6 separate regions of the Mus musculus genome follow, and all the other regions are linked to region 4. Evidence: chromatin contacts called from public HiChIP or PLAC-seq and promoter capture Hi-C data. All regions are on one chromosome and are shown on one strand. The core of a region is the stretch at or near the end of the contact, and the rest is flanking DNA. Distances in the headings are between cores, read along the strand shown. Region 1 overlaps Rtn4ip1 (reticulon 4 interacting protein 1). Region 2 overlaps Crybg1 (crystallin beta-gamma domain containing 1). Region 3 holds the start of Qrsl1 (glutaminyl-tRNA synthase (glutamine-hydrolyzing)-like 1). Region 4 holds the start of Mtres1 (mitochondrial transcription rescue factor 1). Region 5 overlaps Crybg1 (crystallin beta-gamma domain containing 1). Region 6 overlaps Sobp (sine oculis binding protein).

Region 1 (4,462 bases), core at 1,135-3,634, 400 kb before region 4:
GCAAGGGCTCCAGCTTCCCCGATGTTTCCCCATTCCATCTCACCTCTCCAATCTTACCCTCAGTTTCAACTTTACCCCAGCTCTCTCCACTCTGTCATGCTGACACTACTGCTCAGAGCCCAGCCACATCTCCCAAACCTGGCATTCCCAAACACTACATTCAAACCTTGGCCTTCATGCTGCTTGGCGTTTCCACTTGTTCAAAATTCTATTTTATTTACTAAAGTGTGGTTGCGCGTGTGTGGTCATGTGTGGTTATGTGTGTGGTTGTGTGTGTGTGGGTGTGTATGTGTGACTGGTGTGGGTGTAGATCAGTGCCCTATCTGGTATATGTAGAAATCAAAAGACAACTTTTAGGAAGTGGCTCTCTCCTATCCTGCCTACACATGGGGCTGAAGACATGGCTCAGCAGTTAAGAGCACTGGCTGCTACTCCAAAGGGTCAATTTCCAGCACCCACATGGCAGCTCACAATTGTCTGCAACTACAGTTCCAGGGACTCTAACACCCATACACAAACAGAATGCAGGCAAAACACTAGTGCACATAAAATAAAACTAAATATCAAGGCTGGCATGAGACTTGCTTGGCAAATGCTATTACACTGAGCCTTCCCACCAGGCCTCTGTTACTTTATAACTCTGTAAGCTATGGTCTGTTAGCCTCTCTTCTGCACGCCTGCACCCCTGGCCTCACAGCCCTTTCTAGCCTTCACCTGCAGGAGCTCTCCCTCTGTGCTACTCCAGGAACGACCGAGCCCTTCTCAAATGTACTTACTACAGCTGAGCACAAGGCTCTGACGAGTTCCCTGCTGTACAGGAAGGAGCACACAAGCACAGCTTGTTTTCTCATCTTAAACATCTGCATATACATTTAGTCAGAGCAGAAAGCATCTGTGCATAGACCTCATCTTTATACATCTATAATACCAACATGTACAATACCGACACATAGGCACTAACGGAAAAGCAGTGAGGTAGGAAGCAAGAGTCCTGTGTGAGCTCTCTGGGCCTTGGGAATTCCTTCCTCTCAGCAGCAGCAGCAGCAGCAGCAGCAGCAGCAGAAGAAGAAGAAGAATGCTAACCATGTACAGGCTGAGGAACGCCAGCCCAGCCACCTCAGAGGGTCTGGGTACTGCCAGCTATCTGTACAGTGCCTCAGTACTGACAGAAGCCTCCTGAGAGCAGGTCCCAGCAACACCCTCTCTCTGCAGAAATCCACCTCAATTCCTCCTCCCAAATGTCCAGCAGACACAGTCACTGTCCCTGGCCACCTCCCTGAACAGCTTCTCACAGCTCCACTGACAAGGATCAGCTGCCACGAGGCACACCCTGACTCAGAGCCTGAATGAGTCTCTTCCTCTGACAAAGGATGAGAAGGTTTAGGACATTCAGGTGCATCTGGTGCAATTTCCTCTGATGTGACTGTCAGAGCTCAGGCTCCCCAGAGATGAAGATTCTTCTGTACCCACGAGTCTGCAAGCCCAGAGTCACAGCACAAGTGGGAAGCACCGTCACTGTTGGAGGGAGGGAAGCCCCCAAGTTACAAACCTTCGGGTAGGTGATGGTCCTTTCTTCTGACATTCTGCAGCACAGAGCTGAGTTACTGTGCCGAGTGGCAGGACTCAACTGATGTCACTGCCGCTGCTCTCTCTACTGCACAGGCCTGTCACTGCCTGTCACTACCATCTGATGATTTTCACCTCCACCCAGGAAGGAGCAGAAAGGTGGCCAGGGATTACAGTGAGTTATCACAACTGAACCCTAACCTTCCTTCCACACGTCAGCTGAAGAGCTGGTCTCTAAAGCTGCATTCAGCCCCCCAAGATGACAGATGAAGTGAGAGACTGCTTATAGAGAGTACTACTAACTGATGACTGCCAGCACTGAGCAGGACCCCAGACCGTTGCACAGCACTGCAGAAACATGCTAAGGGCTGAGCTGCCTCCTCTCATAAGAGAAAGGAAGGCACTGGGCCGTGTTGTGTTCCACATGAACTCTAAACCCTTCACTCCCCTGAGAGCTCCAGGGACACGTTACCCAATGCCATTTAGTTCATAAATGGATGGCCTGCAAGCATACGGAAGACATTCCCCAGAGCCTCTTGGTACAGTGCAATCAGACTGAGTACGTTCCAGAAAGGTATGTACACACTTCTGAGGGAATATATGACCTTTTTTTGCTTTATTCGTATACACGAGACACTACCATCCACATAGCCCTGCCTTCTTCAAAGCTCACAAAGCCTCCTGCCTGTAAATCACTAGATTAGAGCAGGCTCACAAACAGCCTCCACTCCAGAATCCATTGCCTGAGCCATCAAGCCAGCCTCACTTCAGTGCCCTCTGCCAAAGCCACAGAAGCTGACCTGTTGACTGGGCAACTTGTGGTGTCTGTGCACTTTAATCTGACTGGGCAGGCCCTTTGTGACAAAGAGCAGGAAAGGGCTGACCACGGCATAATGAGTCATTTATCAATTCCCGTAAATGACAATGGGGAAAAAAGGCTTTCAAACTACAGTCAAGCAAATGCCCCCAGTGGTTGGATCTGTGACAGTATGGGGAGATTAGCTGCATAATGTGAGACGGTGTCCACGCACAGCCACACACTGGACCTAGAATGCCTGTCTGTTAAAGACAAAGGGATCAGAGTTAACTCCAGAGAGGGGACAGAAAGGTTACTCACAGTGAAGTGGGACATTATGTGATGACACAGCTATAGTGCATTTGGCAAGGGGAGCCCAGTTATAAAGCAGGCAAAGCCACACTTCCCACTACATAGGCACCTCAGACACTCAGGGCTCACAGGTGACCAGGAAACAGCAGCAGCCCTTACTCAGTGTGGGAGCCACATGTGGGGTCTCCTGAGCGCACTTCCCTCCCTTAAACAGAACCCAGGATCTAGCACTTGCCGCCTGGCATCCTTTTAAGATGGGACCCTCCCTAGGTATGAGCTCACCACGCACAGCATTGCTGCTTAGCAGCCACTGGGCAAGCCTTTGAGGGGCAGGAAGAGCTACAGGGGATGAGTGTTTGAGTATTTACAACACGAAGCTGAAACCCAAGTGCTCCAGTAGTCCATGCAAAGCCAAAGGATTCAGGATTACAGCCAGAGTGAGGACCTGGGGTCCTTGACTGTGCTGCCAGATGACATGAAGGTGTTTGGGGAGTTAGTCTGTCCACTTTTCCCAAACTCCACAGCCTCGTCCTCTGCAGGCACATCCCCTAGGCACAGAACTGAAATTTTCAGAAGGTAAGGTACATGAGGACAGACCAACAGATGGCAGATAGCAAGGAAGACTCAAGAGCTCCTGGCATGAGTCCAAATCCACACCCCTGGAATGCCAACAGGACCATAGTCCCAGGGCCATGGCTGGGATGGCCACCCCCAGTTTCTGTTAGCCCAGGACTTCCCAGGCCTGTCAATGTCAATGTCAGGAGGAAGGTGGTTCTCAATCTCCAGGGATAATAAGACAACAGGAAGAGGGGAGTTTTGTTCCAGCTTGCTGTTTCTCAGGCACTTCCTGTGCTCAGAAAGGAACATTAAAGGAGCAGGATGGTGGGTGAAGCTGTGCTCCAAGAGAACAGACGTACCCACCAGGAGAGCGTCCAGAAAGCAGTCCCTTCCAGCCAGGCAAGTGGAAGAAACAGTTCCAAGAGCTTGGTAATAAAAATCAGCAAAGCCAGCATGATGGTCACATATGTGACCCCAAAGCCAGGGGCTAGGTGTGAGAGCATATTAATTCAAGGGCAGCCTGGGCTACGTACTGAGACCTGGAACCTTGTTTAAAAAAACAAACACAAAAAGCAAAAACCAAGGCAAAAATAAACAAGAAAATAAAAAGAGCCCAGAAGCATCGAGCCTACAGGATGAGATGCTGGGGTATCTGGTAAGCTTTTCGAGTGGTTGTCAGGATCCAATGGAGCAGGATCCAGCCACAGTATGAAGCTTGAGGCTTGGATCATGGTCTACTATTAAGGTAGCTTGGCCATACATGGGAAATCACCTATCTCAGAACTCTCTGCATTCTCTTTCAAAGCTACATGTCTAGACACATGTGACTAGTTAAATCAATCAAGTGACCACACTGAAAAGGCCAGTCTCCCAGTTGCACTAGCCACAGTCTCCCAGTTGCACTAGCCACAACCCTAATCCTCCATGGTTGTAAGTGCTTCAGTGGCTGCTACTGACCAGGCTTTTCCACCACTATAGAAAGCTCTGTGGATAGTGCTGACGGGAGGTGACGGCTCACAGCAAGCATGAAATAGAACTCGGGGAAGATTATGCCACTGCTCAGTCAAGCTTGAATGGTCAACTAGAATTCTGAAGAGACCCATGAGCATTAAGGACATGACATTAAAGGGGTTTAAACTTTTCATAGGCAGGCATAGTAGTGCATGCCTTTAATCCTAGCACTCAGAAAGCTGGAACTCTGTGAGTTCCAGGACAGCCAGATCTACATAG
Region 2 (5,086 bases), core at 821-3,320, 430 kb before region 4:
GCCTTTATTATGTAGCCCATGGCTGCCGTGGACTTGGAATCTTTCTTCCTCATCCTCTTGAGTCCTGGGATTGTAGGCTATACCACTATGTCCAGCTTGGGGTTTTTTGTTTGTTTTGTTTTTCTGGCTATGTCTTGTGGGGGCTGGAAGCCAGGGTCTCACACATGCTGGACAAGAACCACACCCCTAGCCCAAGTAAGTGCTATTGAATGACAGGGTCAATGTTTAGCTATTTTTTTTTTTAGCTATTTAACTTCTCCAAATTATTGGCATATCTCCCTTCTATTGCAGGTAGTTATTTATGAAAAGCCTTCCTTTGAAGGAAGGTGTATGGAGCTAGAAACAGAAATGAGTAGTTTTATCATGGAAGGAGGTGAGACAGAAGAAACAACTGGAAACAACAACTTGCCCTTTACATCCGTGGGGTCTATGAAAGTCCTAAGAGGCGTGTAAGTACAAGGGTAATGGTAAGATTTCTCTTGTTCCCTGATGAAATAAGAAATGTGCCCTCTTTTCCCCAAAGACACATTCCTGATTATAGTCTGGTGATATTTTGTGGAGAGTAGGGAGTCATGGAGACTGAACCCCAGGCTGTTGTCATACATGCTGGGTCTGTATGACGTCATCCCCAGCAGGGTCTGCTGAGCTGGACTTGTGCCAGTGGCTGAAGGGACACTATAGGGGGGTCTGGTGTGGAGCTCATACAGAGCTGTACAGATTGATTTTTAAAGTGTCATGTTCCAATCTAATGAATCATTTATTAATTTTCTTTCTAATTTTCATGATCTTTTTGAACTTTATAGATCTTGCACATTTCTAGTAAAAGCATATACTGAAACAGTCTTGTAAGTAGGCAAAAGTGTAGATTTCTAACTATTTATCTTTATTTTATGTGTATGAGTGTCTCACCTGCATGTATGTCTGTGCACCACATCTGTGCAGTGTCTGAGGAGTCTAAAAGATGGCGTCAGAGCCTCTGGAACTGGAGTCACAGTTTTAGCTGTTATGTGGGTTACTGAGATCCTCTGCAAGAGAAACAAGTGCTCTTAACTGCTGAGCCATCTCTCTAGCCCTTCATTTTAATTACATACACAACCACACATCCAAATGCACACACATACATATACACCACACTCAAAAGCTTGCGCGCTCGCACGCGCGCGCGCGCACACACACACACACACACACACACACATACTCACAGATACATACAACTACACTCCTTTACAGAACTCTAACATGTTTCTTAGGTTTTTTTTCTGAGGTTTCTCTCTGAACAAATTCTCTTAAACATTAAACAATTCTAACAAAAGCACATAAATTTGTATGCTGTCCTTTCTAAACTTGGAGAATTTCACAAATTCACACCAAATATTATATTTGTGTTTGTCAGTACATGGGGCACATGGGAAGCATTGCGAATGTCTGACTGGCCGCTTGCTCTTTCTCTCGTAGCTGGGTTGCTTATGAGAAGTGTGGCTTCACTGGCCACCAGTATTTGCTGGAGGAGGGAGAATACAGGGACTGGAACGCCTGGGGAGGCTACAATGGAGAGCTCCAGTCTCTGCGGCCTATATTAAGTGTAAGTTAAGGAGAAGCTAACAGCCAACGTGAGGTCCTTTCGGGATGATGAGCGGCTACCCTTTACACTTGAATCTCTCATTCTTAATAGGATTTTTCAAATGCGCACATGATAATGTACAGTGAGAAGAACTTTGGCTCCAAAGGTTCCAGTATTGATGTGTTGGGAATTGTTGCCAATTTGAAGGAGACCGGCTACGGAGTGAAGACACAGTCAATCAATGTACTGAGTGGCGTGTAAGTGAAGCAATCCCACCAGGAGGTGAAGCTTGGGTTTCACTCGGGTTTCTGTTAAATTAGTAGTCTGTGATGCAGAGTCAGCCCTCAGTAAATATCTCACGGGTAAACATTAATTCAGCCCCTTTGTATTTACAGCTGTGACACTTTCATGGCTGGCCTAAAAATATTCTGATGTAACCTTTTCCCCCCATTGGAGCAGGCTCTTGGTGTCATGGTGGAAATATGCAGCCCTGTGGCCCTTTGTCTGAATGGATGGATTGTTAGTAAGCTGGCATTGACTTTGAGGTTGGGAGAAAGTCCCAGTAGGCTCTCCTGTAGTGCTATGGCTGCCAGTGCTCCCTCACTAGTATGTTGACATAAAAACCACTGTTTAGACTACCTGGAGTGGTCAGCTTACCTGACCTTGGCATCTGCTTACCCCAGCCTTCCGTGCTGAGAGTATGGCACTCCACTCCGTGTTTTCACCAATGCCAAGTCTTTACCGAGATGTGACTCTGAGGCGGAAGTGACTGATCAGGCATACCAGCCTAAGAGATAGAAACAGAACTTATTGGCTGCACAATAAAAAGGCCTAGAGAAGATTTTGTTTCTGGCCAGGCACAGTAGCATAGACCTGTGCTCTCAGCACTGAAGAGGTGGAAACAGAAAGACTGAGTTCAAGGCCAGCCTGGGTGACATAGTCGGGTCCTGTCTGGAAGCAGTAACAGTGACAAGGCCAATCAAGCAAAAATGGTTTGCTGGGCTTGTTCCCAGGGCTCTCCCAGAGGTGGACCTCTTTACCCGTGGCCCACAGCCGTGGCTGACTCTCGTTCTCCCGACTCACTGCATGCTCAGGTTCCAGGTCTGACTTTGCTTCCGTGGCGTGGGTCATTAGTACATGCCTTAAGTAGAGAGGTGACTGTGCTGCTATGGTGTGGCCATCCTAGGGTCAGTTCCCCAGTGGGTATGATTGAAGTGTATGGCTCCCCAGGAATCAGAACGGACACCAGATCTCTGCCATAGGGAACTGTTCTCATGATCCAGCACGTGACCCTGCTGATTTCTTCTAAGTGGTAATGTTATTAAAAGGACAGGAAGAAAGCAGATGTTGGTTCTATTGAAAGCAGTTGGTGTTAGCCTACTGAATCTGGCTGGCCTCAGCCCTAATGCATTTCTCGAGGCCTCCCCCAAGACCCTGGCGAGTCTGACATGTCTACAGTGAACACACTTGTGTTGTTAGTCACTACATCATTGCGTAGGTTGTCACTTGTCACTAGGCTGTATTAATTACATCATTAGCCCTAACATGGTATGTTCACATGGTATGATCACAGCTGGCCGTCTACCAGAACCAGGAGTTGTCTGAACATAGGGCAGAGGCCACCGGAAACAATGTGCTGGCTTTGCAGTAATTTCAGATCATGCTTATTATTGTCTGAAAAAGTTGTAGTGAGCCATTCAGTCTTGGAGAAACAGTCACCAGGTATCCTTGCTCTTCAGTCATCTACCTAGCAGAGGAAGCTGGAGGATGCTGGGTAGATGTTGATGTAGGCTGAGTTAGCACAGCACATAATTCTCGGAGCCTGTTTTCCTTCCTTCTTACCCGCACTGCTTGCTTCATATCAGTTTCCTTCAATAGGATGTTGGGCTTTTATATCTTTCGATTTTTAGTCATTTTTAGTTGTATTTCTTGGCAGAGTCTTTTTTTTCCTTGTAGCAACTGAGGTTTGGTATTAGAGGAAGTAGAAGGGAGGCACAGTTGTACATACACACACATATACACACACCACATACACACACACACACACACACACACACCACATACACATACAATACACACAAACATACATATACCACACACATACACACCACACATACATACCACATACACATGCATAAACCACATACACCACATACATATACACATACAACACACACATACACACACAACACACACATACACACCACACATACATACCACATACACCACACACATAACACATACAACACACATATATACACACAACACACACAAACATACATACACCACACACATACACACCACACATACATACCACATACACATGCATAAACCACATACACCACACACATATACACATACAACACACACATGCACACACTCATACACCACACACACACACCATACATACACACATGCATACCACACACACACAAACACTACACATATGCCACATATACACAGCACATGAACCACACACACACACACACTCCACACATACACAGCACATGTACCATACACATACACCCCACACATACACAGCACATGTACCATACACATACACCCCACACATACACAGCACATGTACCATACACACACACCCCACACATACATAGCACATGTACCATACACACACACCCCACACATACACACACACACACACACATTCTTCCTGAATGTGTTGGCTGTAGAAGAGCTCCAATGAGGTCTGTTATGTCTTCAGCAGATCACAGGACGGAGGCTGTGAGGTGGTGAATGCACTGGGATGCACAGCAGGGGTGGGGGTTCTAGTCTGTGTGCAGACAAGACTGGGCTGGACAGTACTGCGCTAGGCCTTGTGAAACGTAAGGGAGGATGACTAACCCAGTCGTTTTTTAATAGTATCAAAGAAAAATGGTCTTATTTTAATGGCTTTAATTTTTACTGGTAAATAAGCAACCTCATTTTTGTTTTGTTTGGTGGCATTTGTCTGTTTGTCTCTCTGTCTGTCTGTCTATTTTAAGGTAGGGTCTCACTATGTGACCCTGGCTGGCCTAAAACTCACAGAGATCAGCCTGCCTCTGCCTCCTGAGTGCTGGGATTCCAAGTGTGCTATGCCACTGTCGTGCCCAGCTAGATTCGGATCCTTTATTTCTTATCACAAAATTCAAAGTCAGAAGAAACTTTTTGTTTTGCTTTTATTATTTGAGATGTAGTCTTGTTATACAGCCCATGCTGGCCTTGAGCTCAGTCCTTTTGCTTCAAAGCCCTCCCAAGTGCAGTGGTGGGGTGAGTATGGAAATCGGGGGTGGGATATTTATGGGGTGTTACCAATGTATGCCTCCATGCTCAGACAGAACAAAGCTTTTGAAAGTCCTGTCCTGTGTCTCCCTGGAGGCGCACTGTCACAGGGCGTTAAATCCCTGGGATCCTTAGCTGTGAAATGGTAGGAAGGATGCTCATGAGACCAACTAAGCCTTCGAGGGACCACATTCCCCTTCTTAGGAAAGCCCAGAAGAATTCCTGCTCACAGCTGCTGACAGCCCC
Region 3 (5,196 bases), core at 453-2,952, 360 kb before region 4:
ACAGTATAGAATATAAGAATACATTTAAGGAATGCTCTCCCCAAGCTGTTCAATATGACCCAGCAAGAGAAATTAGGATAACATTATCCCAGCTTCAGCGGGTGTATAACAAGAAAACACATTTAAGCTGGAGGTGGGGAGTGGGGAATGGGGATATGAGAAATGACGAGGATGCTGTGCCCCTATCAGGAGTTCTGCTCTGTTGCTTGGTACACTGGGCCTATAACAGAAGCTGTGAACCGTGGGACAGCAAGAAGGATACAGGAATTACATAGACCCAGACTCTGAACTGATGGGGAAACATAGCCAAACTCTGGAGCCTGTGCTGGACCCTAAAATTACCACAGAGCAAATTAACTGTAGATATCACTTCTCGGTCCCAACTCATATGTGAAAGGAAACAAACACATTTAATAAAAGATTAAAGTATACCTTAGCAGTTGTGACAACAAAACGTCGTAAATATTTGCAGGGATAGTATCAGAAACCAGATGGCTCTGCCTATAGTGGTGCTTGCTACCAAGCCTGGTGGTCAGTTTAATGCCCGGAGCCTACCTGGTAGAAGGAAGAAACTCACTCCCACAAGATGTCCTTTGACCTCCACTTGGGCCCTGTTCCACACACCCAAACACAAAATAAATACATGTAATAAGAAACCTAAATGACTCCCTCACGCCAACCTAAATGTAGTCTATTAACTAGGTGTGGTCTACACCTGCTAAATCCCAGGCCTGGAGAGGCAGAGCAGGAGGGCGGCAGAGTGGAGACTAGTCAGTGGTATACAATGAATTGGAGGCCAGCCTGGGCTAGACAACGACCCCTTGTTTCAAAAGAAAAACAACAAAACACCTGTGTGCCCAGTGAATTTTGATTTAAAACCAAACAAACCCGGACAACTTACTTCTCATATTAACATCTATAGGATTTACACTGGCAGCGTGGACTTTGATAATGACTTCATTTGGATAGTGTATGATAGGTAACATCATGTTCTGGGTGAATCGAAGGACTTCATTCTTTCCATATTTATCTATCACCCAAGCGGGCATGACAGTGCTCCTCGCAGACGTAGTACTAATGCCTCTAAATGGTGGCTTTGGGATAACTGTCCTTCTCCAGAAGCAGGCGGCGGCACAAGCACTTCTTCTAAGTACACAGGTCTTCAAAACGCCCATCCTGAGCAGGGATGGAGAACGTTTCCTCGAAAAAAAGAAAAGAAAAAAAGAAAAAGAAAAAAGAAAGGAGGAGCGGGGGTGGGGGGTGCGACGGTGGAGAGAAAGGACCTGAAGCAGGTCAAACTAACACATTTCAATTCAGCCAAAATCTGCCAAACCCACAGGTCAATTAAGCGAGGGGGAGCTTTCAGAAGCAAACTCAACCTAAAGCCGCGACGGAATTAAAATAGAATTGCTACTGTGCTCCCCACGTCAGAAATGTCCCAGTTGGCGTCCAGTCAGTACACTGGCCATTCCTTCCTTACGCTCTCCTTCCCCTTAAGGAAAAAAAAGCAAGCAAGCAGGGAGTCCTCAGAGGGACAAGCAAACAAGGCTAGCAATTCCTAGGTCAGGCGGATTCCTGACACGACCCCGGCCGCGGTCTCCTTGCCTGTCCGCGCGCCTCCGGTCGCCGGCGCGCGAGCCAATCGTGTGCAGAGATCATTTCCGCCGCCCGGAACTCGACCAATCCAGGCGCTCGTTGTTAAAGAGGAGCCAAGATGTCTGCGCCCATGTAACGCCGGTGGCAGAGATTGACTCCTTCCTCTGTTCCGGGACCCGGTGCTACCGGCTGACTCCGAGGGCTATGCTGGGCCGGACTCTCCGAGAAGTGAGTGGACATGGCCAGGAGGGGACCAGGGAGGGCTGAGACACTGGAGGACTCGGAAGTTCAAGGTCGCCCCGGGTCACGCCGCACGGCACGCCCCCCCCCCCCGACCGCCTACATTCCTGAGTGGGAAGTGGGATTCGAACCTAAGCTCTTACCGTACACGCTGAGTCAATCCCCTAGAGTCAGAACGTCAAAAAGTTTGAACCCCTGAGCCGTGGAGTGGAACGACAGTCAACCCGCGCGATTAGGGAGAGGTTTCTCAGACAAGCCATCTCAGTCCCGTCGCTGCTGTGCTCGCTTAGGGACGGGGCGGTTTTGTAGCATGCACATTTGAAACAAACAAAAAAATTGGTGGCTTAAAAAAAAAAACAAAAAAAAACTAGGATTTCTACCACATCGTGTTTGAACATCTACTTAAGCTGTAGGTCGCAACCACAAATGTAGGAGAAAATGTGACAGCAGTTTTGAAAGGGAAGGAGGAGTGTTCCTGAGACAGTGGGCAAAGTTAATTCAAAAATCAAACTGTGAGTTGTGAGTTCAAGGTGTTTCTGACCGCACCCAGCGGTGCTTCCTCACGACTCTCTGCAGCAGGGTATGTGTGCACTGCCCAGCAAATGCTGCCGGAAACATCTCAACTCAGAATCGAGAGTATTGTTTATTAAGATTTAACATATGAGCAACTTTTCTAAACTTGTAGAAACATAATTATTTAATTTCAGAAAGCAAAACCTTTTAATATTTTACTAAATCGTTTTTCAGCTTGTCATACCCTAAGTGTGAAATGCGTGCATCTTTGGGATTTGTTGCTTTAAGGTGCTTGATTCTAAAAATGGCTGAGTTATTGACTTGAGTCTCATTCAAAAATCACTAAATAAGTTTTGATGTGAGATTATTCAGCTTTTTCCCAATATGGCGCTAAACATGCTCCTACAATTTTGTACAACATATTTATGCAAAGTGGTGTTCTCAGCACTGATATATCAAATCAAAATATTGGTAAACTGAAAAAAAATGAAAAACGTTGAGGAAACCTACAGCCAGGATTTAATTCTTTATTTAAAAATAAGCAAGTCTATGCATTTATTGGTATGCAGGTTTACTTTCATCTTTAATAGTAGAATTATGTACACCAAATAATTTTGTAAATATCTATATTTATTTATTTATTTATCTATTGTATATGGGTCTTTTGACTGCATGTATGTCTGCACACCAGAAGAGTGTATCAGATCCCATGTCACTACAGTCTTAAGTGGTTGAGAGCTGCCTTATGGGTGCTGGGATTTGAACTCAGGGCCTGTGGAAGAGCAGCCAGTGCTCTTAGCTGCTGAGGCACTACTCTAGACTCCATAGAATGGTTCTAAAATCAAATCCTTTATGATTTAGCAATTAATGCCTTGTATACCTACTTTGTATCTCAGTATACCTGTGCTTTGCAAAGCTTGTCTAGCACAAAAGGATTGTGAGTAGAAAAAGCTTCAGAAGCCCTGCCCAGGCTCGTATCTGTGAGGGCCTTCTGGAGGGCTCTTCCAAATGCCCAGAACACTCTAAACAAAGCAGAGGTGTCATTGCCCAAGCCAGAACAAAACCGGGAAGCACACCGTTACCCGTGGGTCTGTACACTGCCCTTCACTCTCCCTGTCCATCAACTCACTAAGCCCTCTAGTCTGTTCTCTTGAGATACCGTCCCACCTTAAGTCTTAGTCTTGCTTCAATATGGCTCGCCTGCCTTTGTTTGGGGCCAAACTCTCTTCAAGCTTTACAACAGTCTGCTCACCCACTCAGAATCACCTGGGGCCTTAGTTAACCTTCAGCTGGTTACCACACTAGACTCAATTAGAAAGATCTGTGTGATTAAAGCCTAGAGTGTATGGCTTAATGGGGTCTCTGGGTAGATCCTGGTACCTTAGTATTGAGTACCTATCCTGCCTACCGCTTCCCTCTCCCTTTTGTGTCTCCATTTGAGAGTCTTTTCTTTTTCAGCTGGCACCATTTCAGTGATATATAGATATTATGTTAACATATGTGTATATGTACATATACACATGTGCATATACATTAAATTAACATATCTGTATATAAATATGTGTGTATGTATATATAAACATATATGCATATATGCTAATATATTTGTATATAATATATAAGAAAGGTGACATATATGTTAAATATATATAAATGCTAATTTATAAAATTACAATTACCGTACATTGTATGTGAGATATATATAAAATCTTACATAGTATGTGGCATATCAGATAGAGTCAAGTCAAGTTAACAACTGGGAAGAGCCATCACACATATACTGTTAGTGAAAAATCAAATTTGTTCCTTTTTTTTTCTTTTTTGAGTTAGACTCTTGTTCTGTAGCCCAAGCTAGCCTTACTAAGTTTGTTCTCTATAAGGAGTGGGGAATCCATTTCCTCGAGGTTGACACTGGTGTCCTTGCTGCATTGCTGGCTGTGTGCAGAGCAAAGGAGGGAAAGGAGGAGCAGATGTGGAATGGCTGCAACCAAGAGTTGGGAGGGTTTAGGTTATGGAAAATGGCTACAACCAAGTAAGGTCAGGGAATGGAGAGCCAGCTAGCATTCCGCATCAACTTGAGGAGGCTTTTGGTTGCTTTGATTTGATTTGTTTTGAGACAGGGTCTCCTGTAGCCCAGGCTGGTCCAATACTTACTCTCCAGTTGAGGTTGTCCTTAAATTTCAGGTACTCTTGCTTGCACCTCCCAGTGCTAGGATTGCAGGCATGAGCCATCAACTAGCTGTGAACCTGAAGCAGGACGATGACAACAGCAGCAGTAGTCACAAAGGTGGCAGTGAACTAGGTGCTGAGACCACCAGCCGTGAAAGGCGGTGCCAGGCAGACTGGAGCCTCACAGGAGGAAAAGGGGAGAGTGTCTCCCAGAAGATGTGTTTCAGATGACCTTCAGAGAGAAGGGGAAAGAGACAAGGAGACCAAGAGAGCGCATGCCCACCCCTCCTTCCCCACGGACTCTAGTACGGGATAGATAGGATAGATAGGTCCGAGCAAAACCAGGAGCCCACTACCATTAGCAGGGAAGTTCCAGGAGAGAACGCTTTTTAGTGAAAATGTTTTAAGTTATATTTAGATGTGGCATGGCTGTTCTGTCCCAGGAGGGCTGTCCAATTTGCATCTCATACTCCATGCCCAGGCCATTCCATCTAATTAGCATCTTTGTCTCACTTCTCTTTCCAATTCCCTTACTGATTTCTCAAATTGAGAGTTCCTAAAAATGGCCCTAAGGAAGGGCAGCACTACTGCAGGTAAGTGGCCTGGGCACCGGCCCCACCCACTGTGACTGCCCTGCCCGTCACTAAGTCAGACAGCAGCTTGACATCTCAGACGGCC
Region 4 (5,132 bases), core at 2,574-5,073:
TTTGTTTTAAAACTATGTGTATAGCCGGGCGGTGGTGGTGCACACCTTTAATCCCAGCACTTGGGAGGCTGAGGCAAGTGGATCTCTGTGAGTTCAAAGCCAGCCTGTTCTACAGAGATAGTTCTAGGACAGCCAGGGCTACCTAGAGAAACCCTGTCCAGGAAAAACAAAACAAACAAACTAGAACAAAACTATGTAAATATGTATGTATGTATGTATGTATGTAGGGGTGCAGATGAGCACAGGGCCCTCGGAGGCCAATTGGATCCCTTAGAGCTAGAGTTACATTTGGGAGTTGCCTTATATGTGTAGCATTTAATTTCAGTCCTCTGCAAGCATGGCATATGGTCTGAAATGCTGAGCCATATGTGGAGTCTCTATTTATTTATTTTTAGAAGCAAGTCTCATTCCAGGCTGCCTAGAACTCTCTTTTTACTTGAGGATAGATAGCCTTGAACTGACTCTCCTGCTTCTCCTTCCCAAAATCTAGGATTACAGCTCTGAGGTCGACAGCACAACACCCTAGGGCAGCAGCTGAAGTCCTGAGTGGATGTGCATTGTTGGCATGAGCGTGGGCGACCAAGGACCTCACACCTCAGACCCATGGGGATGGCAACGCCTTCTCTCCATCCAAGTACAGATGCTGACAAATGGCAGACCTTTAGCTAAAGCCGGTGTGGGCAGAAACAATCAGCTGCAGCTTTTACAACCTGGATGCTGACATTTATTCTGTACCTGCCAACCGCAGCTTCCTCCTCATAGATGACTGCTCCCCTGCAGGCCACCCAACCTGCCTCCTCCTCTTTCCATGTTTCCAGTCTCCTCCAACAGAGCACACACTCCCAGCCTTTAGGCTTGCAGCTCTCGGCAATATCTAGCTCATGTAGGACTGGGGTTCAAATCAGAGTCTTGTACATGCTAGGCACTCTACCAACTGAACCACACTGTCTGATCCTGTTTTGCTTTTAGAGACAGGGTTTTTGTAGTCCAGGCTGGCTCACTCTGTAGCCTAAGCTAGCCCCAAACTCCCAGAGGCTCAACTGCCTCACCTCCCAAGTGATCTAGAATTATAGGCATGAGTGAGTCACCATGTCCAGCTTTATTTTTAATTTATTTGCTATTTATTTATTTTTACAGTAACTCCAGAGCACACATACGCTGTGCAAGTACTCTACCACTGAGCTACACCTCCAGGCCTTTTTTTTTTTTTTTTGGATTTTTTGAGACAGGATTTCTCTGTATAGTCCTGGCTGTCCTGGAACTCACTCTGTAGACCAGGCTGGCCTCAAACTCAGAAATCCGCCTGCCTCTGCCTCCCGCTTTTTCTTTTTAATGTATATTTTAAATAAAAGCCAAGTGTGATTGCACTGGCCTACAGTAGAACTCAAGAGCTGGAGGCAGGAAAACAAGAAGTCCAAGCGTATCCTTAGCTACAGAGCAAGTTCAAGGTCAGTCAAGCTATATGAGATAATATTTGAATAGACATAAAATAAATATTTTTTAGATTTATTTATTTATATTATGTATCTGAGTACACTGTCACTCTCTTCAGACAAACCAGAGGAGGGCATTAATCCCATTACAGGTGGTTGTGAGCCACCAAGTGGTTGCTAGGAATTGAACTCAGGACCTCTGGAAGAGCAGTCAGTGCTCTTAACTGCTGAACCATCTCTCCTGCCCAAATAAATATTTTTTAAATTACACATATAAAGGCCTTTGTATTAACTATTTTTTCTTTTCTACAGAATTACTAATTATTATGAACAAGTGTTTTTTCTACAATACCTGAAGAATTAATAAAGAAAATAAATGTGTATTCAAATATTAATTTTGCTTGTGTGTGTGTGTGTGCCTGATGCTCTCACATGTCAAAAGAGGGATTGGTCTCTGGAACTGGAGCTACAGATAGTATAAGCCACCATATGTGTGCTGGGAATCAAATCCACATCCTCTGGAAGAGCAACCAGTGCTCTTAACCACTGAGCCATCTCTCCTGGTCCTCTGTATGTCATCTTAAAAAGATTTCACCCTGTGAGATGGCTCAGTGGGTAAACGCACTTGCTACCAGACCTGGCAATGCAATTTTGATCCCTGGGCCCCACATAGTAGACAGACTCCGGCAAGCTGTCCTCTGACCTACACACCCACAGACACCCACAGAAATAACATTTTTTGTTTGGTTGGTTTGGTTGTTTGGTTTTTTTGTTTTGTTTTGTTTTGTTTTGTTTTTTGAGACAGTGTTTCTCTGTGAAAGGAGCCCTAGCTGTTCTAGACTTGCTTTTTAGACCTGGCTGGTCTCAAACCCACAGAGATCTGCCTGCCTCTGCCTCACAAATGCTAAAACTAAAGACATGGGCTACCATACCCTGCAATCTTTTTAATTTTTTTAAAAAATTTTTTCCCAAGGGGTGGTGAACTGGCTCAAAGGATAAAGGCTTTCGCTGCCAAGACTAAAAGACCTGAGTTCCCTAGGTCAAACATGATGGCAGGTGTTGACCTACAAGTAAATGCAACTGTGTATCCCTCCTGATCTCACAATGTCAACCGTGTAGATGTATCATTTCAGCATTTGAAACAATTTGTAGTTGTGCATTCCTCTTATACAAACACAATCAAGAAACTATTGTGCCAACTTAGGAGAAAGGAGCATCAATGAAAAGGCGGGGAACAGAGCTCACAGACTTGGAAGGGAAACGTCTGAAAAAGAAGAAAATCAGGAAGGCTACTTCTCGTTTAATACAGCATATATCCCAACAAACGTTAACGCAAACATATCTAAACCTGGGCTCCAGAGGGAAGGGCACTGGCTGCTCTTCCAGATGAGCCAGATTCCATTCCCAGCATCTGCATGGTGGTTAGCAACCATCTGTAACTCCAGTCCCAGGAGATGCAATGCCCTCTTCTGGCCTCCTTCAGCATAGAGGCACATGGTACATGCAGGCAAAGACACTCATACACGTAAAAGTATTTACGTTTTAAAAACAAACAAACAAAACAAAACAAAACAAAAAAACAACTTTTGTGAAACTGACTGTACTCTAGTGTCTGGGCTATATTCCATCTGACTCCCAAGGTTTGTTTTCACTGGTTCCACTAAACCGTGTTTTCCTAGACTCTAACCCCTGTCCAATCACTTCTGGCATGGCAAGAAAACTGAACGAAAACGGTGTGACTTAGTTTTTTTTGGGGGGTGGGGGGTCAGGGGTTGATATATTGAGACAGGGTTTCATGTAACCCAAGCTGGTCTCAAGCTTGTTATGTAGCCAAAGACAGGTCAAGTGACTTACTTGATCTTTCTGCCTCCACTCCCCCAATGATAGGATCACACCCAATGTGAGGTATTTTATTTATTCCCATTTATATTTATTTCTTTGTAGCTCAGCCTGGCCTCGAACTTCCTAGTCATGTACCCAAGGAAAACCTTGAACCCCCATTCTTCCTACCTCGGTCTCTCCAGTGTTGGGATTACAGCGATACACCTACACACGGACGGGTTAGAAGTAAACTCTTATATTCTGTGATGTTAAGACAGTTTTCTGGAGACAACATCTATAACTCACTAAGAAGTTCAGGGCTTTGGCTATTCGAGAGAAAGAACTTTTGCTTCCAAACCAAATTCTTCTGGAACTGGCTGCCAAGCTCAGCGGGCCTGGGATGGGCCTCCCACGTCCCCTCTCCCCCCCCCCCCCCCCCCCACCTCACTTCCCCACACCCCGACCTCAACAGCGTGGTCCTCCAAGGCGCCGCGTCCAGCAGGGGACGCTGTGAGGCCACCACCGTGCTCAGATGCGCCTAGGGGTCCACTCTCTGCGTAGGCTGGGGCGGAAGAGGCGGGGCAGGTGCGGAGGTGGCTCCCGCCTGCGGTCGGCGCGGTCCGGGGAGGGACCAGCGGACTGCGCAGGTGAGTGCGCCCCTACTGGCCCGCCGGCTCAGCCCCTCGCCGGGCGCTTCGCCCTCGGCTGGCTTCTGCCCTGCGGCGCTCCGGCCGTGTCTGCGAACCCTTCCCGTTCCGCAGAGTTGGGGTTGCCTAGGGACGCCTCTCGAACCCCGGGACCGTGGGAATTAAGCTGGCCCAGGCTGTGCGTCCCCGGACTTGGGTGCAGCAAGCTGCAGACACACTGACTCGGGGCTGGGCGGCGTGGGAGTGTCCAGTTTCCTTTGACCTTGGGGGACCTGGGGAAGGTTCGGGATGGGAGGGCTCCAGGGGAACTCGATCTTGTGTAGAAGTCCGCTTCCGACGTCCGCAGAAGGGAAGGGTTTCGTAGCTGTAGACCCAACCAACTGGAGGCCAGGCCCGGGTCTTACAGAGCGGTGACACGCTAAGGAACGTGGATCCACTCCCAGCGTAGTGCAGGTCAAGGACAGCTTTGCCTGTGTATCCTAAACACTGCTCTTCTGCCAGTCTTAGCCTTCGTTATAGAGTCTATAGCTTTATAGAAATCTCACCCGAAACGAACCTTACGGGCTTTCTTTCCTAGTCATCTCTAATGCAAACTGCCGTCAAGGAGATTTTTTCATATGGACTCCTGCCGGGTTACTTTCCTACTAAAACTCTCTGTATCTCTCGTGCCGTCTGGGTGACCTCCAGACTTAGGTCTATAAGACTTTTTTAAGGCGGCCTCGTTGTGACTGGCTTCTTACTTTTATAGTGAACGATGTCCTTGAACACGTGAGCTCCTGCCTCTTTCCCAGATGCTTGAATTATAGGCTTGCAACAGCGTTCCTAGCTTCTGCAAGTTTTTAATTACCAGGCACTATTTCTGTGCACGTGAGATAAATAAAACAGGGATGAAGAAGAAGTCTAGTCTTGTGGAGTGTATGCACATGCAGACAGCATCTGGTAAATTACACAGCAGCCTGTGATTAGCTCTGGGGGTGGGGTAAGTGTGGTAAAGGGGACCGATTGGCAAGGTGGAGTTGCGTTGGAATAGTTGGAATGGAATGGGTAGGCCCCGCTGAGGGGATGTGTTTGAGTCTAGACTTGAAGGTGAGTTTCCTTGCAGATACCTAAGTGAGAGTGTTCTAGGCCTGTCTGGAACAAAGGTCCCTAGTTTGTCCAGAATGTGTCCCCCTAGTTTCATGTGTTAGGAATTTGGTGCAGTACCTTTAGGAAGAGCAGGGCCATGAAGGTT
Region 5 (4,611 bases), core at 1,444-3,943, 460 kb before region 4:
TTTAATCAGCCCCAACTGGGTTAATTGCAGTGACTCTTGGTAACACAAGTTAATGGTAGAGAGTTGGGTTGTAAAAGGTATTTTGATCTGGTGTAAATCTTTAATGAGCAGATGTGCTTCCCATGGGGAGCCGGGGGCTCACCTGGACATTCTCCTTGCACATCCCAAGATGTACTTTGATGTCTACTTCGGTGATGCTCTCTTCCTGTGCTGACTGGTCCGCTCTTTCTTTTTTTAAGATTCCTCAGATTGTCACCTTTGCTCATTAATTAATTAACACAGCAATAATTAATTAACACAGCATTTGCAAACACTGTGTTTCTGATGGACCTGATATCTCACTGAACACCCCCATCTCCCATCCCCCATCCCCTCCACGTTCAACACACACACACACACACACCATTGATAAGGAAAGCGGCTGCGGGGCTCCAGGCCCGTCTAGTCTGACCACATACTGTAATGTGGCTTCTGAGACATGAGCTCCTGCTTCAAACCCAGGCCTTGTCACCAGCTAGGTGACCTCAGAGGAGTCACCTACCTTCTCTAGGTCTCAGCTTTCTCTCTTTAGAAAAGAACAGGCAAGTTGTACATTGGGTAAACCAAATTAAATAACTTCCCAAGTGCTTGGCAAACGGTGGTTTTCATTTGGCTACAAACTGACAAGCTCCTCTGCCTGCCCTGAGGAATGTTTATATAAAATGGTTCATAAAACAAAAAAGTGGGAGTGGCTCTGTCTGAAAGCAGCCATGGGGAGCCTTCTGGTCCTGTAGCCTCTGTTAGCCCTCAGTGTAACCCCTTAAGGGGACTTCCAAAATTCCCTTAACCATAAGTTTTGTGTGAAATAAAAACTAATTCTGTTCTAAATTATGTAGGGGTTTTGTTTTGTATTACCTTTTAAGTTACAGATACAAAAGAGAGCAATGGGCCAGATATGTGAAATGCCTTGGCTAAATTCACACAGATATTAGTGTGAGAGCCAGGACTGAGGCCAAGGCAGGCAAATGCCAACACAACACATTCTGCTATTGTGAAAGAACACATTGTGTACACTAAAGACATTATTCCCAGTAATAAGTAATTAGACCTAAGAAATGTGAATGAGCTGGGAGACTCTGCCCTAGACACATTAACAAAGTCAGTTAACAAATTATGGTATAGCCGTATGGTTAAAAAATTTGCTTCTACTAATGTTTGTGTAAAATTCCAAGGAAGTCAGTCTTAGGACCCTGGAAGTTATAATGTTAACTCATCCTTTTGTCTTAGCAAAAGGCAAGCAGCCAAGCAAGCCCTATGAACACTGCCATTTTCATTCTAGTAAAATATTTATGCATATGAAACCACTGGGAATAAGGCAGAATGCTGATGAGCAGCAGGTTTAGGAAAGATTTAAAAACACTTTCCATGTTCAGAGGGACAGCTCAGTGGATACAGTGTGAGGACCTGAGACCCATAGAAAAGGTGGTCATGGGAATGAGTGTCTCTAATCCCAGCATTCCCGTAGTGAGATGGAAGATGGAGCCAAGAAAAGCTTGGCAGCTCCCAGACCTGACAACTTGGGTGTGCAGTGCTGAACATCGAGAGACTGTCTCAGCAAAGTCGAACCTTGACACCCATGGTTGTCCTCTGACTTCACACATGCATGCATGCATGCATAAATACATACTGCGCATTTAAAATATGGGAAGGCATTAAGTATTTAAATTTGTTCCTTATACCTTGTAATGTCTGCCAGTTCAGTGCCACTCACTGTGAATGAATATGAATACTTGGTAAATTAATAGTTTCTTAGATTTATAGTCTCATCTGTCATATGTAGGTAAGATACTTTATATTAAAAATATGTGCTAGTGTTTGTAGGATTGTTTAGGAAGTTTCATGGGAAAGCAGATACACACCAGGGGATGCGGACTTTGTGGTCTCTTTGGCAGCTGGTTTGTATGTCGACTTAACACCAGGCTGCTAACTGCCCTGTTGCTTTGTCCTTGCAGCCCCGCCAGACCCAAACATGTGGAACTAAATCTGAAAACTCCGAAGAATCCTGACAGTTTGGGAAATGAGCACAACTCATTTAGCCAGCCAGTTCATAAGGGGAACACAGCCAACAAAATCTCCTTATTTGAAAACAAGCGGGCTAACAGTAGCCCCCGCCACCCCGACGTCCGTAACACAAGGAACAATCCTCCCTCTAGTAAGACATTTGTTGGGAGGGCGAAGCTGAACTTAGCCAAAAAGGCCAAAGAAATGGAGCAACCCGAAAAGAAAGCTGTGTCAACCAGCCACCAGAATGGCCTGGTGGTCAAAGAGCCATCTGCAGAAGGGAAAGGCACAGCAGTCCCTGTCCCCAGAGAAGAGATTCGTCCAGCCACCAGAGGAGGGGAAGGAGAGTCCACCAAGGATCAGGTCCTCCGCCCTGAGCCTGAGCAAAGTGATAAGCTGGATGTACAAACAGACACTGCCTATCCTTCCCACCCAGGGCCCACTGCTCTGGTTCCTGTGAAGGACTCTGAGCTCTCAGGAGAGGGCCAGCCAGAGGCTGCTGACAGCAAAGGCCCCGTCCTTAACAACACAAGTGATGTTGCACAGGACATCGCTGCCATTTGTGATGCCAGAGAGGCTCCCCCAAAGCCACAGGATGCATTTTCTGACTCACAGCCAGCTTCAGCGGCTGAGTCAGCTAGGGAGTCATCTCTCCCGCCTTCTGCACCCATTTCTGTGGACGCTCCCCAAGATGGCTGTGTTCAAGTTCCCATATGCAGTGTTCCCTGCACTGCTCTAGAAGTGTCAGAAAACCACAATGGGTGTGTTTCGCCAGTCTCTCCTCACACTGAGAAAACTCCCATCTCCAAACCTGGAGTGGGAGAAGCCAGTCCCCCTTCCACTCCAGAGCACAGCCCAGAAACTATGGGGAAAGACTGTCCCTCCAAAGTCCTCGTCCAGGTCCGGTCCTTTGTGCTTCCCGTGGAGAATCCTCAGGATGTGAGCTCTCAGGTCATCTCAGAGAGCTCTGAAGTTAGAGAGGCACAGCTGCCAAGCTGTCACAGTAATGAGCCTGAAGTGGTGTCTGTCACCACTTGTGTTCCGCAGCACGAGGATGCACCAGACACATCACCCAAGGACATCCATCACAGAGAAGGACATGTGGCACAGTCTCGACCACACATCACACAGTCAGGACCTGAGAAGGCTCCGCCCATCCAGAGCAGCAGTGGGATGCCCCAGACAGCGGAGTTCATCCTCACCCACTCTCCCAGCAGCAGAAGTCATGCAGAAGGCCCCCAAAGGCCAGGTCAAGATGCGACCAGCCCACTTACCCCTACCAGGCTTTTGAACATTTCTGCTGGTAGTGACAATAGTGTCTTGGATTCTTCTTCTGATATGGAAAAATTCACTGAAATTATTAAAAAGATGGACAGTGCAGTATGTGTGCCCCAGAAAAAGAAGAAGGCCCGGGTCCCAAACTCTCCAGCCCCTCACTTCGCTATGCCTCCCATTCACGAGGACAGTTTGGAAAAGGTGTTTGATCCCAACGTGTTCACCATTGGTTTAGGGAAGAAGAAGGAAAGCCTGGCAGAGGTGTCACCAGCTTTGCACTTGTTGCAGAACCACGACCCCATATCCAAACTGAGAGCCAAGCGTGCATCCACCGAGCAGAGCATCGTCTTCAAGTCCTTGCACACTAACAGTAATGGGAAGAGCGAGCCACAGACCACTTCAGAAGCAAGTGACAAGGAGAACAGGGACATCAACAGCGGCGGCGTTAAGAGGTCACGGCTAGAAAACAGCACGCTTTTCTCAAGCATGCTTTCTTCTCTGCCACAAGACAAAGTCTTTTCTCCCTCCGTGACGTCAGTCAACACAATGAGCACATCTTTTAGCACTTCTCAGAACAGCTCCGTATCTCAGTCATCAGTGGTACAGCCCAGGAAGGAGGGTGGCCTGCCCTGTGGCTCAGACAAAGAACAGCCACACCTTGCACCCCACAACTCCTTAAAGGTCTTCAATTTCAATTCATCAAATACATCTCGTCTGGGTTCCAGCCACATGGAAAAGTACCCACAAAAAGAGGGAAGCAAGGAAGATGTGAATTCTCAGGGCAACCTACAATTGCCAGAAAACAACCTTTCAGACTTACCCAAACTGAAGAACAGCGATGGCGTGGAAGGTATTCTGAAGTCAAACCTGCCGAATGTTGGGAGCGTGGACGCGGACTTCCTGGGCCTTTTCAAAGCAAGCCGGTATGACCCAGGCCATTCCTTTTCTGGAATGTCCTTATCAGACTCTATGGTAAGTACTAATTCTTATTTAGATGGGATGTTTCTAAACCTAGAGGCAGTGAGGGGCTCAGGTTGTATTTTTACAGGGGTTGTACATGTGCAATAAGTTTCTATTTGTTTACCATGTACCTTTTGTTTTGTTTTGAGACAGGGTTTCTTTGTGTAGCTCTGGCTGTCCTGGATTTAGTTGTGTAGACCTGGCTGGCCTTGAATTCACAGAGATCCACCTGCCTCTGTGCTATGATTAAAGGTGTGCACCACCACTGCCTCACCCCTCTACCCCTACCTCTGTGCACTTTTAAATCTATGTGCAAGGAACTCTTGGAGTCCAAGA
Region 6 (4,679 bases), core at 1,068-3,567, 500 kb after region 4:
GCCACGACTCTTCAGTCTTCTGCTGGGATATAGGACTGTAAATGTAATAGCTGTCTTTTGATTTTGTGCTTTCTCTGGAATCTAAAGCCTTGTAAACACTATGTGGTGCTCAGTGACTCACTCTAATAGTGGACATTTTTCTTGATTATGTTTCCTAAGATTCTCTAGTAAGGTCCGATGTGTCTCTCACAGAACTGCAATTTCAGTAGGTTTTTGATTATATAATCTCAAGTTAAAAATCAAGCATACCCTCATATGTTTTTATTTATAAGCTTAAACATGTACAACTGTACTGATATGTTCATATGTGCATTATGAATTCCCCCAAACACATGATTGATAAGAACTGCAAATTGGCATTCCAATACTCTTATCTTAAAGTAGCCATCTTTGCTACTTTGTGTACCATAGTCCATCTTCAAAACTCCCTCCATTAAGGTCTGTACTAGCTGTTAAACAAGGTTACCTTTTATATTGCCAGCCCTTATAAATCAGGGAAGTCTGATGGTCTTGGCATAGGTGTCCTCGGAAGGAAGGAAGGAAACAGAGGTTCTCAGGAGACCTATAGCTAGAGGAAGCTGAGCATGACCTCACATCATCACTGGCCGCAGGGAAGGACTAAACCAGATCAGAAGCATTAAGGACGACTGGGCAGTGGGTCAAGACCTTGAAGAGTTACTATATCAGCTTTCCATTACTAGAACCAAACACCTGACATAGTCGCTTTAAAGAGAAAGAGGGTTTGTTTTGCCTTAAAGTGTAGGAGGTTCTAGTCCACAGTCAAATGGCTCCATGCTCTGGGCTATGCTGGAGCAATAATGGTTCACATTTCTCCAGGAACCAGAAAGGACTAGAAGAGGGAGAGACAGGGTCACACTGTCCCCTTTAAAGGCTTCCCAGTGACCTCAGAGTCTCTCATAGGGTCCTAGCTCCTAAGGTTTCACCATCTCCCAGTAGCAGCACCCTGGCAATTTCCCTGAATGATGGACATTTGGGAGACGCTCCTACAAGCCATAGCTGACACATGATGGGTCTCAGCTGTCATGTTGCACTTTTAACTCATTTCCAGCCCCATCTTAGTTCTGCATGGAACCCCAAGCCTCACTCTAAGTACAAAATGTCCAGTTACCATAAAGCCAAGCTGGGATCCAAACGGCTCACCATATTCATAGTCACCTCTTTTCAGTCACATCCCCTCTCCCAAATGGAGATGGCTGTTACAGTCACAAAGCTTTTGAGCTCCATGGGAACCAATGATAACACTTGAGCAAAGCTACTCCATCAGACTCTTGTCCAGCTGTCAGGTATTAGGGGCAAGATGGTCACTCCTCACGGCAGAGGAGTGGAGCTATCCCGGGGCTCTCTGACTGGGACAGTCCACACGGGTCTGCAGAGCTGGACTCTTGTTCTTTTCTGGAACCCCCTCTGGAGTGTCTTCTGTAAGAGGAATCTTTGCTGGATCCTGCAGTGGAGGATACTTGGGAGGGAACTGGCCCCCAGAGATATCAGGGAGTGTGTGGAGGGGAGGCAGGACTAAAAAAATGCAGTCTTAAATCTGTGAGCTTGTGCATGGCTTCTCAGAAGGCTTTAGCAGATTTCATAGGGTTACAATGTAACATCCCAGGGTCTCTCACCTGCCACTGAGTAGCTGAGTCAGAGACCTGAAGTGGAGGGCAGAAGGGCTCACTGAGTGCTTTCTGACAATGTTACAGAGGGCTGAGAATATCTAAAGGCCCACATGTTTATTTATTTATTTTATTTTATTTTATTTTTCGAGACAGGGTTTTTCTGTGTAGCCCTGGCTGTCCTGGAACTCACTCTGCTAAAGGCCCAAATCTTGTTCCAAACACCATCTTCTGACTGGTTCCGCCATAGTGTTCCCCCCACCCCCATACATGCATGTGCATGTACACACACACACACACACACACACACACACACACACACACACAAACACACACACACTAGGCTGGAGAGAGAATTAATAAAAAGCAATTTTGAATACTTGCCTTGAAAGGAATTAACCATTTGTCCCCCTGGAAGCTTTTAAATGAATTCATTATTACTTAGGTTCCCATTGGTAGACTGTGATTCCAGACCGCTGGTGGGAGCAGCTGTGTGCTTGGAATCACTACATGGAGGGTCCCAGAAGCCTGCCCTCCCTGTTTGCTTCTCGGCCTGCCCAGGCTGTGCTGTCAGCCTTCTGGCTTTACTTCTGAAGGTCAAACGGCTCTGCCTCCTGCTGCTGCCCACCTCCCTCTGTTCTAAAGACTTCTGAAGCAAGGCAGGGGGAATAATGGGGAACACCCGTGAGGCCTTTGTTAAAACATCTGAGCCTGGGATGTTTATTGGCCATTCATTTCCCAGGGAAGGGGAGAGGGAGAGGATCCTGGCAGAGCCAAAGAACAGCAATCTTCAGGGAAGAAAGGAAAAGGCCAGCAATGGCAACAGAAACTTCCTGCAGATGTGGAGCTTGAAGAAATCCAGAGAGCAAGGCTATTTTTAGTAAGAGTAAGAGTGCAAACCATGATAGACGCCACAGGCTGCTGTCACTAACATTTGGCTATAAGCAACATTTTCATATTTAAACATGACAGCCCAGCAAGTCGTGGAGGAAGGAAAAAAAACAAAAAAACCACAGTGCTGTCTGCTGGCTGAATAAAAATGATGGCCTTCTCTAGGCCCAGGGGAAGGAGCAGCAGCTCCATGAGATGGTCAGCCAGCCAGCACTGTGTTCACCTGTATCATCATGAATATTTATACGTCAGCCGCTGAGGTCAGGATGCTGAGCTGCGGTGGTGAGTGGAAAAGCTGTGCCGTGTTCCCTCTGCAGGAAACTCAGCTTGTTCAGCCCACTCTGCTCAATTAAGCGTGCACGCATAGAAATACAACACTCAAGTAAGCATGAATAAAAATATATTAAATTTGAAGAAGTTAAGTAATACCATTGGGAAAGCCAGTGAACTTGAGGTGAACCCAAGTTACATCAAAAAAGAGGATCCCCGAAACATGAGATCTGGAGCAGTTTGGCAGACCCTGGATGAAACATCTGCCTTATGTCCTCTGGGCTGTGCACAGGTGTCTCACAAGCCACTGTCTAGAGGCTTGGCACACACATCCTCTTGAAACTTTATGTATCGAGCATGACTTCAAGTCCTGGTAAAAATTAACACTGGTAATGTGGGTTTGGAGTGGGCTGGGGACACTGAGGACAAGGCCTGAGTGACAAGCCTCTCCACTCCCCCATTGCCCGTTCTGAGTGGAATCTGCTTCTGTCCTGCTCTGGTAGTTTAGTGGTCAGTTACTAGTGCTCCTGATATCTAGCAGAGTGGCTTAGAACTGAGCGAGCCACAAAAGGGAGACACACAGGGTCGGGCCAGCAGCCTCTGGTTGGCACAGATGCAAAATGACAGATAGGGCTGGTTTTTTTTTTTTTTTTTTTTAATTTCCAGCCTGTGTTAACATTGGTCCACAGGCACAAAAGCTTGGACTTTTCCAGACAGCCAGCAAAACAGAGAGAGAGGGAGAGACAGAGAGAGAGAGAGAGAGGGAGGGAGGGAGGGAGGGAGGGAGGGAAGGAGAGAGAGAGAGAGAGAGAGAGAGAGAGAGAGAGCGCAGAGAGGGTTTGTCTAGCCTCCCTCTTTTTTTGAGTAAAGAGCAAGAAATTAAAATGTCAGCTCCAGAGTCACCAGCGTTGTGGGCCCATCCATATTTAGGAGACAGGGCTAGGAGACTTGGAGGTAGGGCTAGGGGATTTGGGGTTAAGTATGCTAAATGTATGTGGCGTAGTATTTGCCATTTTAAGCATGCAGTCTGATGGCATCTCAGTATAGTGGGACCATCGTCAGTCTCTGTTGCCAAAATTCTGTCATCACCCTAAACAATCAGTAAGCAAAACCACATTTCTCCCCAAGCCTTCAGCCCCTGATAACTTCTGTTTACTCTAGGAAGTTGCCTGAGTCTTCAAGATATTTCATACAAGTGAGATCATGTGTACTCCTCTGTACTTAGTTCACACTGGTATATTTTCAACATTCAACTATATTATGGCACAAACGAGCATTCTGGCCCTTTTTATGACTGAATAATATTCACTGAATGGACATACCACATCTTCCCTGTTAGCTACTGATGGACACTTGGGTTGTTTCCACCTTTTGGCTATTCCAAGCAGGGGTTAATCACACACTGCAGGCAGAGAGCAGCATTCTGCAGTGTAACATGCTCTCTAGGGGACTGGGGCATACTCTGTCATGGAGGGCCTTGGCCCAGAGCTGTACTCTATGCTGCTGTGGCTCCTCTGTCCCAGCTAGGGTCAGGGTTAGGGCCACTTGTATACAATGTGGTTACTGGAAGCAACCGTTGCAATTTCTAGGAGGTTCTCAGAGAATCTGCAGGGGGAAAAAGCCTCTCAGAATAGGAGAGACCTAACTTCGAGGTCTTATTTAGACTTTATTTCAAGAGTGGTGCCTCAAAATATCCCATGGTGATAGCATAAAGATACTGATTAGAGAATACATAATCCTAGGAGGGAGGCAGGTGGATCTCAGTGAGTTTGAGGCCAGCCTGGTCTACCTTACATAGTGAGTTCGCGGCTAGCCAGGGCTACATAGTGAGTCCCTGCCTCAAAACAAAAACAAAACAAAAAAAAGTCCTAATCTGATTGTTTTGACCAGGCT

The links. Promoter capture Hi-C pulls out the DNA fragments that hold promoters and counts their contacts. HiChIP or PLAC-seq counts read pairs in DNA pulled down with a chosen protein or histone mark.
Region 1: a FOXA1 HiChIP or PLAC-seq map of pancreatic cancer cells shows a contact between it and region 4. The contact joins the enhancer-like site here to the promoter of Mtres1 in region 4. A contact is called at or near these places in 10 of 39 promoter capture datasets (3T3-L1-derived adipocytes, the C10 cell line, the HPC-7 cell line and 6 more), 1 of 15 datasets of contacts at CTCF or cohesin (large pre-B cells), 1 of 484 Hi-C or Micro-C datasets (bone marrow-derived macrophages), 16 of 115 datasets of contacts at active chromatin or transcription factors (the NIH/3T3 cell line, acute myeloid leukemia, bone marrow-derived macrophages and 11 more) and 4 of 9 other capture datasets (adipose tissue, embryonic stem cells, liver and 1 more).
Region 2: an HNF4G HiChIP or PLAC-seq map of pancreatic cancer cells shows a contact between it and region 4. The contact joins the enhancer-like site here to the promoter of Mtres1 in region 4. A contact is called at or near these places in 5 of 39 promoter capture datasets (the 3T3-L1 cell line, the C10 cell line, the HPC-7 cell line and 2 more), 1 of 484 Hi-C or Micro-C datasets (bone marrow-derived macrophages), 10 of 115 datasets of contacts at active chromatin or transcription factors (the 230-238 cell line, bone marrow-derived macrophages, embryonic basal ganglia and 5 more) and 2 of 9 other capture datasets (liver and macrophages).
Region 3: a promoter capture Hi-C map of liver shows a contact between it and region 4, with 5 times the contacts expected there. The contact joins the promoter of Qrsl1 here to the promoter of Mtres1 in region 4. A contact is called at or near these places in 14 of 39 promoter capture datasets (the 3T3-L1 cell line, 3T3-L1-derived adipocytes, cranial neural crest and 10 more), 1 of 15 datasets of contacts at CTCF or cohesin (the NIH/3T3 cell line), 7 of 484 Hi-C or Micro-C datasets (CD4 T cells, Sertoli cells, bone marrow-derived macrophages and 4 more), 15 of 115 datasets of contacts at active chromatin or transcription factors (the NIH/3T3 cell line, the SCID.adh cell line, bone marrow-derived macrophages and 11 more) and 3 of 9 other capture datasets (adipose tissue, liver and pancreatic islet).
Region 5: a FOXA1 HiChIP or PLAC-seq map of pancreatic cancer cells shows a contact between it and region 4. The contact joins the enhancer-like site here to the promoter of Mtres1 in region 4. A contact is called at or near these places in 4 of 39 promoter capture datasets (the C10 cell line, cranial neural crest, embryonic stem cells and 1 more), 2 of 15 datasets of contacts at CTCF or cohesin (large pre-B cells and pro-B cells), 3 of 484 Hi-C or Micro-C datasets (B cells, bone marrow-derived macrophages and regulatory T cells), 11 of 115 datasets of contacts at active chromatin or transcription factors (acute myeloid leukemia, bone marrow-derived macrophages, embryonic forebrain and 6 more) and 3 of 9 other capture datasets (adipose tissue, liver and macrophages).
Region 6: a contact with region 4 is called in an H3K4me3 HiChIP or PLAC-seq map of forebrain, with 5 times the contacts expected there. The contact joins the enhancer-like site here to the promoter of Mtres1 in region 4. A contact is called at or near these places in 2 of 39 promoter capture datasets (frontonasal cranial neural crest and hippocampal neurons), 2 of 484 Hi-C or Micro-C datasets (the N1E-115 cell line and embryonic stem cells) and 3 of 115 datasets of contacts at active chromatin or transcription factors (astrocytes, embryonic basal ganglia and forebrain).

The regions. Positions count from the first base shown.
Region 1 is chr10:43,941,878-43,946,339 of GRCm38.p6, reverse strand. All of the region lies in intron 8 of Rtn4ip1 (reticulon 4 interacting protein 1), which reads right to left. Among named protein-coding and RNA genes, the nearest start is that of Gm40636, 24 kb to the left of the region's middle. Within about 2 kb of position 2,384, at least 51 of the 459 cell types and tissues checked have an H3K27ac peak or open chromatin away from gene starts, as enhancers often do. A contact at or near this core is called in 3T3-L1-derived adipocytes, the HPC-7 cell line and pancreatic cancer cells, where this site is marked.
Region 2 is chr10:43,970,390-43,975,475 of GRCm38.p6, reverse strand. Crybg1 (crystallin beta-gamma domain containing 1) reads left to right here. Exons shown (of 22, transcript NM_001368305.1): 11 at 292-449; 12 at 1,456-1,582; 13 at 1,673-1,818. Gm40636 (a long non-coding RNA gene) reads right to left here. Exons shown (of 5, transcript XR_871622.3): 2 at 2,240-2,348; 3 at 910-1,025. Among named protein-coding and RNA genes, the nearest start is that of Gm40636, 4.6 kb to the right of the region's middle. Within about 2 kb of position 2,070, at least 22 of the 459 cell types and tissues checked have an H3K27ac peak or open chromatin away from gene starts, as enhancers often do. A contact at or near this core is called in pancreatic cancer cells and stem cell-derived neural progenitor cells, where this site is marked.
Region 3 is chr10:43,898,242-43,903,437 of GRCm38.p6, reverse strand. It overlaps Qrsl1 (glutaminyl-tRNA synthase (glutamine-hydrolyzing)-like 1), which reads left to right and starts at 1,702. Exons shown (of 11, transcript NM_001081054.2): 1 at 1,702-1,824. The coding sequence starts at 1,801. It overlaps Rtn4ip1 (reticulon 4 interacting protein 1), which reads right to left and starts at 1,631. Exons shown (of 9, transcript NM_130892.5): 1 at 902-1,631. The coding sequence starts at 1,175.
Region 4 is chr10:43,539,709-43,544,840 of GRCm38.p6, reverse strand. It overlaps Mtres1 (mitochondrial transcription rescue factor 1), which reads left to right and starts at 3,823. Exons shown (of 4, transcript NM_026411.2): 1 at 3,823-3,901.
Region 5 is chr10:43,996,728-44,001,338 of GRCm38.p6, reverse strand. Crybg1 (crystallin beta-gamma domain containing 1) reads left to right here. Exons shown (of 22, transcript NM_001368305.1): 4 at 1,992-4,287. Among named protein-coding and RNA genes, the nearest start is that of Gm40636, 31 kb to the right of the region's middle. Within about 2 kb of position 2,693, at least 80 of the 459 cell types and tissues checked have an H3K27ac peak or open chromatin away from gene starts, as enhancers often do. A contact at or near this core is called in bone marrow-derived macrophages, macrophages, memory CD8 T cells and 2 more, where this site is marked.
Region 6 is chr10:43,041,234-43,045,912 of GRCm38.p6, reverse strand. All of the region lies in intron 5 of Sobp (sine oculis binding protein), which reads left to right. All of the region lies in intron 1 of Gm47815 (a long non-coding RNA gene), which reads right to left. Among named protein-coding and RNA genes, the nearest start is that of Gm47815, 8.7 kb to the right of the region's middle. Within about 2 kb of position 2,317, at least 71 of the 459 cell types and tissues checked have an H3K27ac peak or open chromatin away from gene starts, as enhancers often do. A contact at or near this core is called in forebrain, where this site is marked.